Regions from separate parts of the Drosophila melanogaster genome. Here all the other regions are linked to region 1. Evidence: chromatin contacts called from public Hi-C and HiChIP or PLAC-seq data. All regions are on one chromosome and are shown on one strand. Each heading gives the region's core, a stretch centred on a gene start, on an enhancer-like site or on the middle of the called end of the contact. The rest is flanking DNA. Distances are from core to core; before and after follow the strand shown. Region 1 overlaps mtgo (miles to go). Region 2 overlaps mtgo (miles to go). Region 3 holds the start of lncRNA:CR44151 (long non-coding RNA:CR44151). Region 4 holds the start of mtgo (miles to go).

Region 1 (2,562 bases), core at 27-2,526:
GCTTCAGCTTGCTGGTAACAGCAATTGCAGTGCAGTTATTCGAGAAAAGGACGCAAAGGTAATTTTATTCTTAAAGTTTAAATAATCATATAAAATCCATAAGACTAAAAATATGACATTTTACACAATGCACGTCCGTGTTTTTACAGATTAATATAATAGTTTGTCACTTTTTTGTAATAAATAGTATGCTTAATTGTACTAAGAAATATTTTACATCGTAGATATCGTCTACAAATGCTTTTGCTTTTGCCCGTTATTTGCTTATAAAACTAGAAAAAAATAAAAAAGTCCCAATGTTGAGATTTCATTTTTTTAAGTCCCTTTTTAATGGATATATAAACATATAAACATTTAAGTAAAAGAAGTAAAAATTTAGCGTGCAGGGCATTTCCGATTTAATGTGGCCGAACAAGCCACTCTACGAAGTTCTCTTTTGAGCCACCGCTCTTATATTCTCCCAAACGCTCTTATACAAGTCTACAGCTTCTAATTGGAAATTCCTCAACAATGCGATCTCACAGATACACAAATACAAATACATGGCAAGTGCGATGACGCTGGCTGCTTTACGGGTGTCTGAACCCGTGGCAGAGACGGAAGGAGAGAGAGAGAGAGAGAGAGTGAGAGGCAGAGAGACCTGAATCTTCGATGGTTTTTCTTCTTTTTTTTTTGCTGTTCCAATTGAAAACTGGAATTGGTTTCACTGGAAGCTTTGGTATGCGATTTTCGGAATCACGGAATGGTCAATGGAAGCCAAGAAGTACAACAAGTCATATAATTGAGCACTTGATCAACAGGGTGAAAGAGAGGGAGACAGAGAGCGAAAGAGAAAAGCGGAGGAGAGAGTGACCTGTAAAATACAGGCATTAAAAAACAATACACGGAATACGAATTCACTAATTAAGCGTCCAAAAAAAGGGAAACAATAAAATCATATAAAGGCTTAAGAATATAATGAACTAAAATATGTAATTAAAATTAAACATTTTGTTAAAATAATTTTTAGCTATATGCTTTACTTTCTATTAGTTATTACAGTTTTGGATACTTAGTTATTGAAGAACTTCAAAACAAAAGGACACGATCTACAATATAAATGGAAAATCAAATACCTAGTACTGAAGTAAGAGAGCAACCTGTCGCTTAGATAAATAAGAGAACCGTAGTTCTTATTGCTATCGAATCCAGCAAACTGAGCAGTCAACAAGTCAGCTCACAGATGAAGATGCGTCTCACTAACACAGATACGGATACAAACTCACTTTAGATGCATTTGTTATTTGTTGTTGTTGGCAAACAAAGGAATCAATGCACACTGAAGAGTGCTAAAAGACAAGTACATGGAAACACGAAGAGGTGGAAGGAAAACCCCAAAGAAAACCACCACCCCCTCCTTGCTCCCTACCAACCAACAAAAAAAAAAACCAAAACAAAACAAACAACAAAAAAGGCACTAGTGTGTGTGATCAAGTAATGAAAGCAAAGCACTGGAAAAATAATGATTAAGTCTTGGAAAATGTGTATGTGTGCTTGGAAAAGAAAAAATTAGTCGATGGGGAAAAATCTGCTTGAAGAAAAAAGCAAAAAAAAATCGTCGCCTTGTCGTGTGTATGTGAGTTGAGGAAGAGGAAGAAAAAAAGTGGGAAAGAGGCTGTGGGATAAAATTGGAAAAACTCGATTTATGAGTTTCAATGCAGTTTCCTTTTTTCTTGCCCACTCACAACAGAATGGGAGTGTGTGAGTGAGTTGTCTTTAAGCTGAAGCTGCATACCAAAAGTTAGCTGTCTAGCATCAACTTTTAGAGGAAAAAATCCATAGATCAATCAGCTATCTATGAAATTTTGTATAGCTATGTAGCTATGTATATATGGCGCTATAAATATTATTTTAAAGAAAATACTTATAATATAAAATGATAGCATAGTAAATAAATTATTTAAAATCACAGTTTATATTTTCATTTTCCAATTATATGTTTATTAAGTTCAAGTAAGGATATTGAATGATAACATTATGTAGTGCAGATTAAAAGAGTATTTTAAATTCCTTGAAAAGTATGCAACAGATATAGTATATTTATTCTTGATCAGGATCCTTCCGTTCGTCAGTCCGTCATTTTATCGTGCGAAGGCTGTGGGAACTATAAAAGCTAGAAAATTAGAATAATGTACATTTTGATTGCCACGCCCACTCTACAACTTTCACGCCCAAACTTTTAAAAGTTTTTTGTTGCTTTTTTTTGGCCAGTTTCTATTGATACGCCAAAATAATTTGACATTTTTTGCTCGCTGAATAAGAGGTTTCAGATAGTCAAGAAACTTTAGCTTGGTTTTCTCCTTTATTTTCTTTTGAAGACATCGAATTTTTTTGCATTTGGTTATTATTATTATTTTTTTTTTTGCATTTTTTTTTTTAAGTTGTTGAAAACTTTTTGAAGTGCTTGAAATGTTTGACTGCACCACTGGCTTGTCCGCCAATCTGATGTTTGCCGTTTCGTGGCAATAAATTGAAATGCTCAAACTTTGAATTGCTGGTGATCCGAGCTGGTTACCAAACATC
Region 2 (2,562 bases), core at 35-2,534, 56 kb after region 1:
TTTTGTCCTTGAAGTATCCTCAGTGGCTGCGGCCTTATAAATCTTCTTTTGGACAAAATGGCGCAGCACGTAAGTCGCCATTGGTATTGGGTATGCGTGTGACTAAACAATTGCGGCTGAGCATTTAGTATCGCATAATTAGTGTTCAACTATCAACACACCTTACAAAACTTAAATGCATCATTGTTTTTTTTTTATAATGTTTCTTTTTGTGCAATGTAACCTTAAGAGATTTATGAAAAACCCACTATTTCAAATACTTTAACTACGCTTAGTTCTAATTTTGTGGCCTGCACTGTGCATTTGATTCGTTGTCTCTGAAAGGGAAATAAATTATTTTCTGCTTCGGTTATCAGTGAATATAGCCTCATTTTGTCTTTTCACTTTTGTTTTGGGCCATTCGTGTTGCCAACTAATTGTACCGCCTTTCTCGCTTACCTCACTGCCCCGCCCACTGGGCTTTGCATGTGCTCAACAATTTATGATCACTGCGGCTTAGCAAAGTACTTGTACAAGGGAAAAAATCGAGTAAAAAAGCGCAGCAGCATCGTTTGTCGCGGCATAAATAAAATTAATTATTCAGGCAAAAAGGCGACGGCTTCGACTTTGGCTTTAGCTTCAGCTTTGGCTACACCGAAATGGCAAAATGGCCAGCTGGCAACGTCCACAGAATCCAACGATACAAACCAAAGCCGTAAAAGTCAAGAACAACAGCGTATTGAAATTTAAGTGCCGCCAAAAGGCAAAAGTCGTGGTCTTAAATACGCTCGATTGAAACGCGGAACGACAAGGTATTTTTGTCTGTAAGAAGCAACAATTATTTATCCGAGGGCAAGCAAAGATTTATTACCTAAAGAGGGGTTAATTTCGTGGTAAACAGAGGTTTCAAAAAAAGCAGATACTTAAAGAGATTGCTAAACATCGAATAACCATACCAATAAACATCGAAAAGTATTAAATTTCATTGCAAATGTGGTTTCATTTATTTTATAAATATGGTAAAAAGTAACTTACATGCATTCTCTACTTTCAGAATTAACAAAGTAACGTAATTGTAAACTATTTCGAAAATTAATTAATAACAATTAGTGTAAATTTCGCCATTCCCATGGCTAATGTTTCTTATTTGTACTAAGTGCTGCTCTCGGAAATCCTGTAAATCTCTTGCGCTGCTTAAATATTTCAACAAAACAACGGGTTAAACCAATGCAAACAAAAGCCAAAGAGAAAGGAAACAAGCGAACAACGGTTTAGCTACAGCTCTACAATGACCACGCCCCCGCGCCTTAGCCAACGCCCCCATTCGGGGGAGTCAAGTCTGTCGAGGAAAGGAAATTAATTACGCACGCTTTAAATTTGATTTCATTTGTTTTCGTTCCAGCAGTTCTCTATGGTTAATTTAAGTATACTAAGAAAAACAAATATTATTCGAAAAAAATATTAGGAAACTGTATATTTATAATTGAACCAATATTTCTCAATAAGATGAAATATATTCCTATAAATGTATAACTATCATTTAATAATATTTTTGGGTGTATAAAAAATTTGACTTGCCACCTTACTTTTGATAATATGCATTCTATGTTTGTTTTTGGCTGAGTGTATTACTTTTGCACTCCTTTCTAGCCACCCACTTTACCCCCTCCCGCCCTTTGCCCACTTTCCCCCCTTTTCGTTTGGTTTTGGTCATTCGTCTTCCATTTCGTGTTTTAATGAGCTTCATGCGCCACACGCTGATTTCGCTTTCTTCGCCTTTTGCTCGTTTTTTGTTTCGCTTTGGCTTGTTATTATTATTGTTTCTTCTTTTCCACTCTGGGATTCTCCGCTCTCTTTGCCGCCGCACAGTAATATTTAATTTTTGTTTTATTTTTCCTACTCACTCGCTGGCAAATTGCAAATTGCGGGTTAGCATTTCTTAATGTCAATGCCATTGTAGCGGGCAGAAGAAGAAGAATTACTCTGCTGGTTGATGAGGGGGGGAGGGGTAGTTTGGCGAGAATGCGGAGTGGGATGCAAAACAAAAGACCAGAACGAAATGGGGGAACTCTCGGCAATAACCGGACTCTTACACTGAAAGAAATACATTTAGACCACAGAATGGAGTATCTTATTATTACATTCCTTACTCACTAACTTCTTACTTATTTGCTCACGCTTAAATAAATCTTTCCCAAATTAGATAATTAGCATGATTAATAATTAATGTTAGTTCTTGTAAATAACTAGCTTATTTAAGTAAAATAATTTAATTTTACTCATGTAGACTCCCTGGCCAGAACAACGAAAATAAAGCTTTTCCCTTGCCTTTCGTTTTTTGGCTTAAGTGGGCAAGTTAATTGAATTGGGGCTTATGCGAGGGCAAGGAGTTGGGTGGAATACAGTTCCTACTAATTGTTAATTGCTCGAGGGGGTGGCCAAGAGGAAGAAGCAGAAACAGCCAGGAGCACTGCATGCATTTATGGTAATGCAAAAAGCGAGCGGCGAATGGCGAACATCGAAACAAACCGAAAACCCAGCGGGCGAAGAAATTGAAGTGCGGATCAGGGCTGAAAGTGCAAC
Region 3 (2,562 bases), core at 39-2,538, 40 kb after region 1:
GGGCTTTACCCGAATCCCCCCAGCGCCAACATCCGTCTGCCTGCATCTGGCTTCCTCATTTAATATAATTTGTTGCAAGTTTTGCGGGGCATGTGGCAGCAGACTGCTGCACTAATTGAAACGTAATTATATCATTCGGGCACGGGGTCTGCTCGTTGCGTTGGCCTGTCAGTTTCTCAATCGCTCATTTAGTCATTTAGTCAGTGTCTCACACTCTCAACTCAACTAGGCACTAATTGCAATTTGCACAGTTTGAGCTGCGCTGGGTATACGTGTATGGCTTAAAAGTTATATCACCCATGCACCTCCGTTTGATATTCAATTTGTTACACAAGCTGTTTCACCGGAGTTTATCAGACAGTTACATAATTTTGCTAAATCATTAGCTTCACTTAAGACAGTAATTATTCAGGGGCTTATCATCTAAGTGCCTTGTCCATATATTCTAGTAAATTTGCAATGTGAAGGGGACTTCTCCATACTCATAGAAAATTCATTTGAAGTTGAAATTTTATTTGTATATAAATCAGAATTTCTTTAACCTAATAGGTAAGGCAGCGCAGATTTACAGTTTATCTGTGGTACCTTTTCATTTTAAATAAGAACTAATGAATAAGCTATATTTAATATAATAATATGTAGTATAATGCCATGCATTCATTCCATAACTCTTTTTCCATGTCATTTGTTCAAAAGCGAAAAAACGTGTTTCATTTTGGCATTGACCAAAAAAGTATTTTCCATTGTGATCCGTATTTTTATGCAACTCTCATCAAACGGAAGTTGTTTCCCAATTTTCTTTATACATATATTTCGTACATATTTTTTCGCAATTTTTTATATTTTCATTTGGTGTGCTTGGGATTTGCCAAAGAAGCGCAATTTATTCGTTTGCATTTTTCGGGCTTAAAGTTTTTGGTGCGTGTGTTCGGGATATAAATCTCGCAGCGTATAGATATTTTTTGGCAATTTAATTGAAATGTCAGGCACGTGGTCGCTCCAGAGATCCGAGGAGTGGAATGGAGCTTGACCCTCGACTTGCTCCGCTGCCTAATCCCGTCCAGCTCTTGTGGTTGTCGCACATTTCCGGCTTAAAGTGGCAATGTTGATGTTGCTGGTGTTGCCGCTTTGGATGGTAAAGCTGATGGTATAGCTGGTGTTTGCTGGTGTTGCTGTTGTAGTCTGCCACATCCGTTTGCGACGCGTACACGTAATTGATTTTCCCGCCCCGCCCCCCTTTGCAGCGTTTGATATTCAAGCGCAAAATCTCTGCGGCCCACATGGAAAACACAAACAAAATGGGCAAAAAGAAGAAAATAAATACAAAAATGTGGAGAAACAACAATAGCATTTTTTGCGTGTCAAATGAGAATTTCACTCGCTTTGATTTGGTTTGTGGGGAGTACATGCACCGAAAGCAAAATTCACTCACTTCATATGGTACCAAAACCGGTTCTTCAATAACTTTACACTTAATTCATAAGTTATATATTTATTTAACCACTATAAATAAATGTTGAATTTAATTTTTTCAAAAAATGTGAGCACTACGTATTCTCAATCTGTATTTTAATTATTGGTATGGAATTTCTTCCTGTGTACTTGTGCACAACTACGGGTAATATTTTTTTTTTGGCATAGCCACCGGTAAATATGACCGTGAACTTTGAATGCCACATGCATCGACAAACAAATGTATAACAAACAATGAACAAATCTCTAACAATAAAGTGCACACAATTCCAATTGTGATTTAATAAAGCTTAACTTACTTTAAGTAATACTTTGCCAACCTAATTAAATTCGCACAATGTGACATTTGCAATGCATGAGCCAATGAAGTCAGGCATTTAACGCTTATAGGCCAGAAAAAAGACCCATTCGAAGATATATCTTTTAATATACCTTTTGGAGTCCGTGTAATCCGCAGTAAGCCGCAATATTGGCCATATAATCACTGTCGGGCACCAAATAAATTCCCCCATGAATCGAATTCACAGTGAAGAGAATAAACAAATTCGCATAAATTTCTTTTTTCTTTGCCGGATGAGAGTGGGAAAATTGCCTTTAAATTGCTTGAAAATGCTTTCTTAATACATTGCGCAATTTCGTATTGAAATCAGGGTGTGGCAGAGGCACCCGCAACAAAATGGAGAAAGGCAAGCGAGTTGTGAAAAAATCAACGCTGAACAAAATGCTATGGGAAAACTAAACGAAATAATGCAGAATGACAAAATAACTTAAAGCGGCAATAAATTGTACAGCTCAAGGACATGCTTAAGGCGAGATTTGGGATTTGGGGGCAAAATGTAGATGAAGATGTAAAAGAAGTTGAAGCAGCCGCAGCCGCAGCCGGGAAAACTGTCAACACGTTTTGGCCATTTCGGTCTACGTTTCGTTAGCCTCAAACAAAAAAAACAAACAAACAGGCGGCGAATTTAAAAGTCGTGGATTCTTTTTTGCCTTACGACAATGAGCCATTTTTTGTGAGCGAGCTGGGATTTTAAGCAAAAGGGGTGGACGGTTTATTTATCATCATAGTAGCGGTGGATGGTTGTAATT
Region 4 (2,562 bases), core at 38-2,537, 44 kb before region 1:
CTAGACTTATATTACGAGTCATTTTTCGATTCTCCCACTTATGTATATTGTTCAATTGACCTTTGATAATACAAAATTGCCTAGATTTCAAATAATATTACGTATACTAAAATTTATATATGTATGAAGTTGTTAGCCAGTTTCTTTCTTTTTTTTTCCATGAAATATTGAAATCTTCCTTCCGTTTTGCTTTGAAGTTCAAGTTATTTATTATTTGTTGTATTCTGCAAACAGCTGTTTGCATTTCGGCCGGCGTCGCAAAAGCAACAATTTTCAACCGCGTAAAGCTTTTGGCCTCTTGAGCCATAATTTCATACAGGTTGCAGGCTTGGAAAAATAACTCAATCTGGACTCACCTACTCACTCTCACTCTCTCCCTCTCCCTCTTCCAACCTTTCCTTTATTCACTCACTCTCCCACGCGATTTTTGGAACAAAAACGACGGCAGAGGAAATGCAGCGCAGTCGACGCCAAAAGGGATATTTTATATTATATATTAAGCCCGTCCTTAAATATGAATTTCCCAATCCTATTCTTATTCAAATTATAAAATGTATATTTAGCTTTAAGTTTAAAATATTGTTAAGTCGTACTCGGCTTCATTACGTAAATATCTTATTCATATAATTTTTGTACACGTAGTGTCACATGATAGAGTAATCAAATAAATGCATTTGGTAATAAGCTGATCTTCTGGACATTCAAATAACTATGCTCAAAAACCTTGCTGGCCCTTGATTCACTTAATAACTCAATTTTAGGACTTTCAGTGGGTGGAAATTTCCCTGGCACCCACGCAAACGAACGGGTTAAAAGATAGTGAAAAAGAGAGAGCGCACGAAAGCAACAATTGCTTACTCTTATGCACAAAGAAAAAATACTAACAACTTCAATTTTTGCATTGAATTACATAGAATTCGATAGAAAAGCCCAGGTCAAATAAAAAATTAAAACAATAATTTAGATAACGACTTATTTGATGTTAGATATTAGATTTAATTCGGTTAATGGGTAAGTTAGAAGAAATAATGTAAATTTTTGCATTGCAATAATGAAGCAATGAAACAAGCTTTACGTTAACGTCACATGAACTACCGTTAGCGAGCGAACAGTGCAGAAAGCGCTCAAGAGCGCGGAGCATTCCAATGCGTTGGAGTAAGAGCGTGCAGAATTCGTGGGAGCAAATTGGCGCCCGAATCAGCCGCTTTTCGTAACTCACTCAATGCGAATTGTTTTCAAGCGCCGGAGAGAATCTATATAGAGGGGCTTCTCCGACTCGCTTCGAATATGTTTTTCGCAGCGCGCGCGTTCGCATCGGAAAATCAGAAAAGCTGGCAAGCGTTTAAAAACAAATTCGGCAGGTACAATTGTTACTTGTTTTCCCCTCAGTTGACTATTTCGTCGCAGGTTTTTGGCCAGCGGAAACCATCGTAATAACCGTTTATCGTTATTTTATTATATTCGCGTAAATCGTTGTTTGTTCAACCACAGAATACTTGTTGTTACGCATTTCGAAAATGGAAATGCGAAAATTTCCAAGCAGTGAAAATCAAAACGAATAAAATATATTGGCTGCTTTTCGTGTTTAGCGCGTACGTGTGTGTTTCTGTGTTAGTGAGTGCAGCAAGAAATAAAACCAAAAAGCAACAAATAAATAAATAGAAAACAAAAGCAAAATCAAATCCAAATTCAAAGGCAAATACTTGCAAAGTAAGTTGATAATATCAGAGTGTGGTGCTAGCATATGTTGCATTATTTTGCCCAGCAATTTACATGTTTTTCACATTTTCTTCTCTCACAAATGACAACTAACTAATATGGATGATATTAACGGTGTTTAGAGTTGGCTTTTCCATTGAGAAATATGAAAAAATGCGTTCAATATGTTAGCGTACACACACACACAAGCGGCGGCTAACTGTTGTTTGTGTGTATGTGGGTGAATTGGCAATAACGCGCACGTGTATTAGTGTGTGTTTGTTTTTGTTGCCTTTGCGGCCAAGTGGCAGCAAAACGTTGCAAGCAACAAAAACAATAACTACGATGGCAAAACAAGTGCAGTCAGCAAAACCAACTCAACCAGTGCCTCTCGCGCTCTCCCACTCTCTCTCTCTCTAATACCCAAGCCCACCTCCTGCTCCCACACTCACCCTTCTCCCTCGCACCCATTGACGCAACTGCATGGTCAGGGCTTCTTTTACTGTTACAAAGCTCATGCGTGGACCCAATAGCAAAATGAATGCACGATGTACTTAGTTCATTAATTCCGCCAAATCAGAAATTATAATTATAAATGTACGAGTTTAATGGATTAAAGTTAGGTGTACGTAATTTTTTTAATTGTATGACCACTTTGGTGAAGCATAACCGTGGTATGAAGCTATTACAATTTCATGAACTTGGCGGCATAAACTTTGCAATTTACTATCTATGGTCGTCTTTGGATTTTTGGCTTCGCGCTTTTTGCTCTTCGAAGTGCGCTGCTCTCTTTGCGCCAAACAAAGCTCGGCCGACACTTGTCGCGTCTTTTGGATATCTGGCCTCCTCCCACCGCCCACTGCC

Evidence for each region. Hi-C and Micro-C count contacts between places; a contact is called where the count stands out from the background. HiChIP or PLAC-seq counts read pairs in DNA pulled down with a chosen protein or histone mark.
Region 2: a Psq HiChIP or PLAC-seq map of the Kc167 cell line shows a contact between it and region 1, with 4 times the contacts expected there. The contact joins two enhancer-like sites. A contact is called at or near these places in 1 of 1 datasets of contacts at CTCF or cohesin (the Kc167 cell line), 28 of 107 Hi-C or Micro-C datasets (the Clone 8 cell line, the Kc167 cell line, the ML-DmBG3-c2 cell line and 10 more) and 3 of 6 datasets of contacts at active chromatin or transcription factors (the Kc167 cell line and the S2 cell line).
Region 3: a Psq HiChIP or PLAC-seq map of the Kc167 cell line shows a contact between it and region 1, with 7 times the contacts expected there. The contact joins the promoter of lncRNA:CR44151 here to the enhancer-like site in region 1. A contact is called at or near these places in 1 of 1 datasets of contacts at CTCF or cohesin (the Kc167 cell line), 26 of 107 Hi-C or Micro-C datasets (the Clone 8 cell line, the Kc167 cell line, the OSC cell line and 6 more) and 3 of 6 datasets of contacts at active chromatin or transcription factors (the Kc167 cell line and the S2 cell line).
Region 4: a contact with region 1 is called in a Hi-C map of the Kc167 cell line, with 6 times the contacts expected there. The contact joins the promoter of mtgo here to the enhancer-like site in region 1. A contact is called at or near these places in 61 of 107 Hi-C or Micro-C datasets (the Clone 8 cell line, the Kc167 cell line, the ML-DmBG3-c2 cell line and 18 more) and 5 of 6 datasets of contacts at active chromatin or transcription factors (the Kc167 cell line and the S2 cell line).

What each region holds. Positions count from the first base shown.
Region 1 is chr2L:16,587,490-16,590,051 of dm6, forward strand. All of the region lies in intron 2 of mtgo (miles to go), which reads left to right. Among named protein-coding and RNA genes, the nearest start is that of CG31815, 17 kb to the right of the region's middle. Within about 2 kb of position 1,277, at least 38 of the 39 cell types and tissues checked have an H3K27ac peak or open chromatin away from gene starts, as enhancers often do. A contact at or near this core is called in the Kc167 cell line, the OSC cell line, the S2 cell line and 11 more, where this site is marked.
Region 2 is chr2L:16,643,942-16,646,503 of dm6, forward strand. The region is part of intron 2 of mtgo (miles to go); the gene reads left to right. Among named protein-coding and RNA genes, the nearest start is that of lncRNA:CR44151, 16 kb to the left of the region's middle. Within about 2 kb of position 1,285, at least 13 of the 39 cell types and tissues checked have an H3K27ac peak or open chromatin away from gene starts, as enhancers often do. A contact at or near this core is called in the Kc167 cell line, the OSC cell line, the S2 cell line and 4 more, where this site is marked.
Region 3 is chr2L:16,627,885-16,630,446 of dm6, forward strand. It overlaps lncRNA:CR44151 (long non-coding RNA:CR44151), which reads right to left and starts at 1,289. Exons shown (of 1, transcript NR_073791.1): 1 at 868-1,289. All of the region lies in intron 2 of mtgo (miles to go), which reads left to right.
Region 4 is chr2L:16,543,729-16,546,290 of dm6, forward strand. It overlaps mtgo (miles to go), which reads left to right and starts at 1,288. Exons shown (of 5, transcript NM_001144357.2): 1 at 1,288-1,710.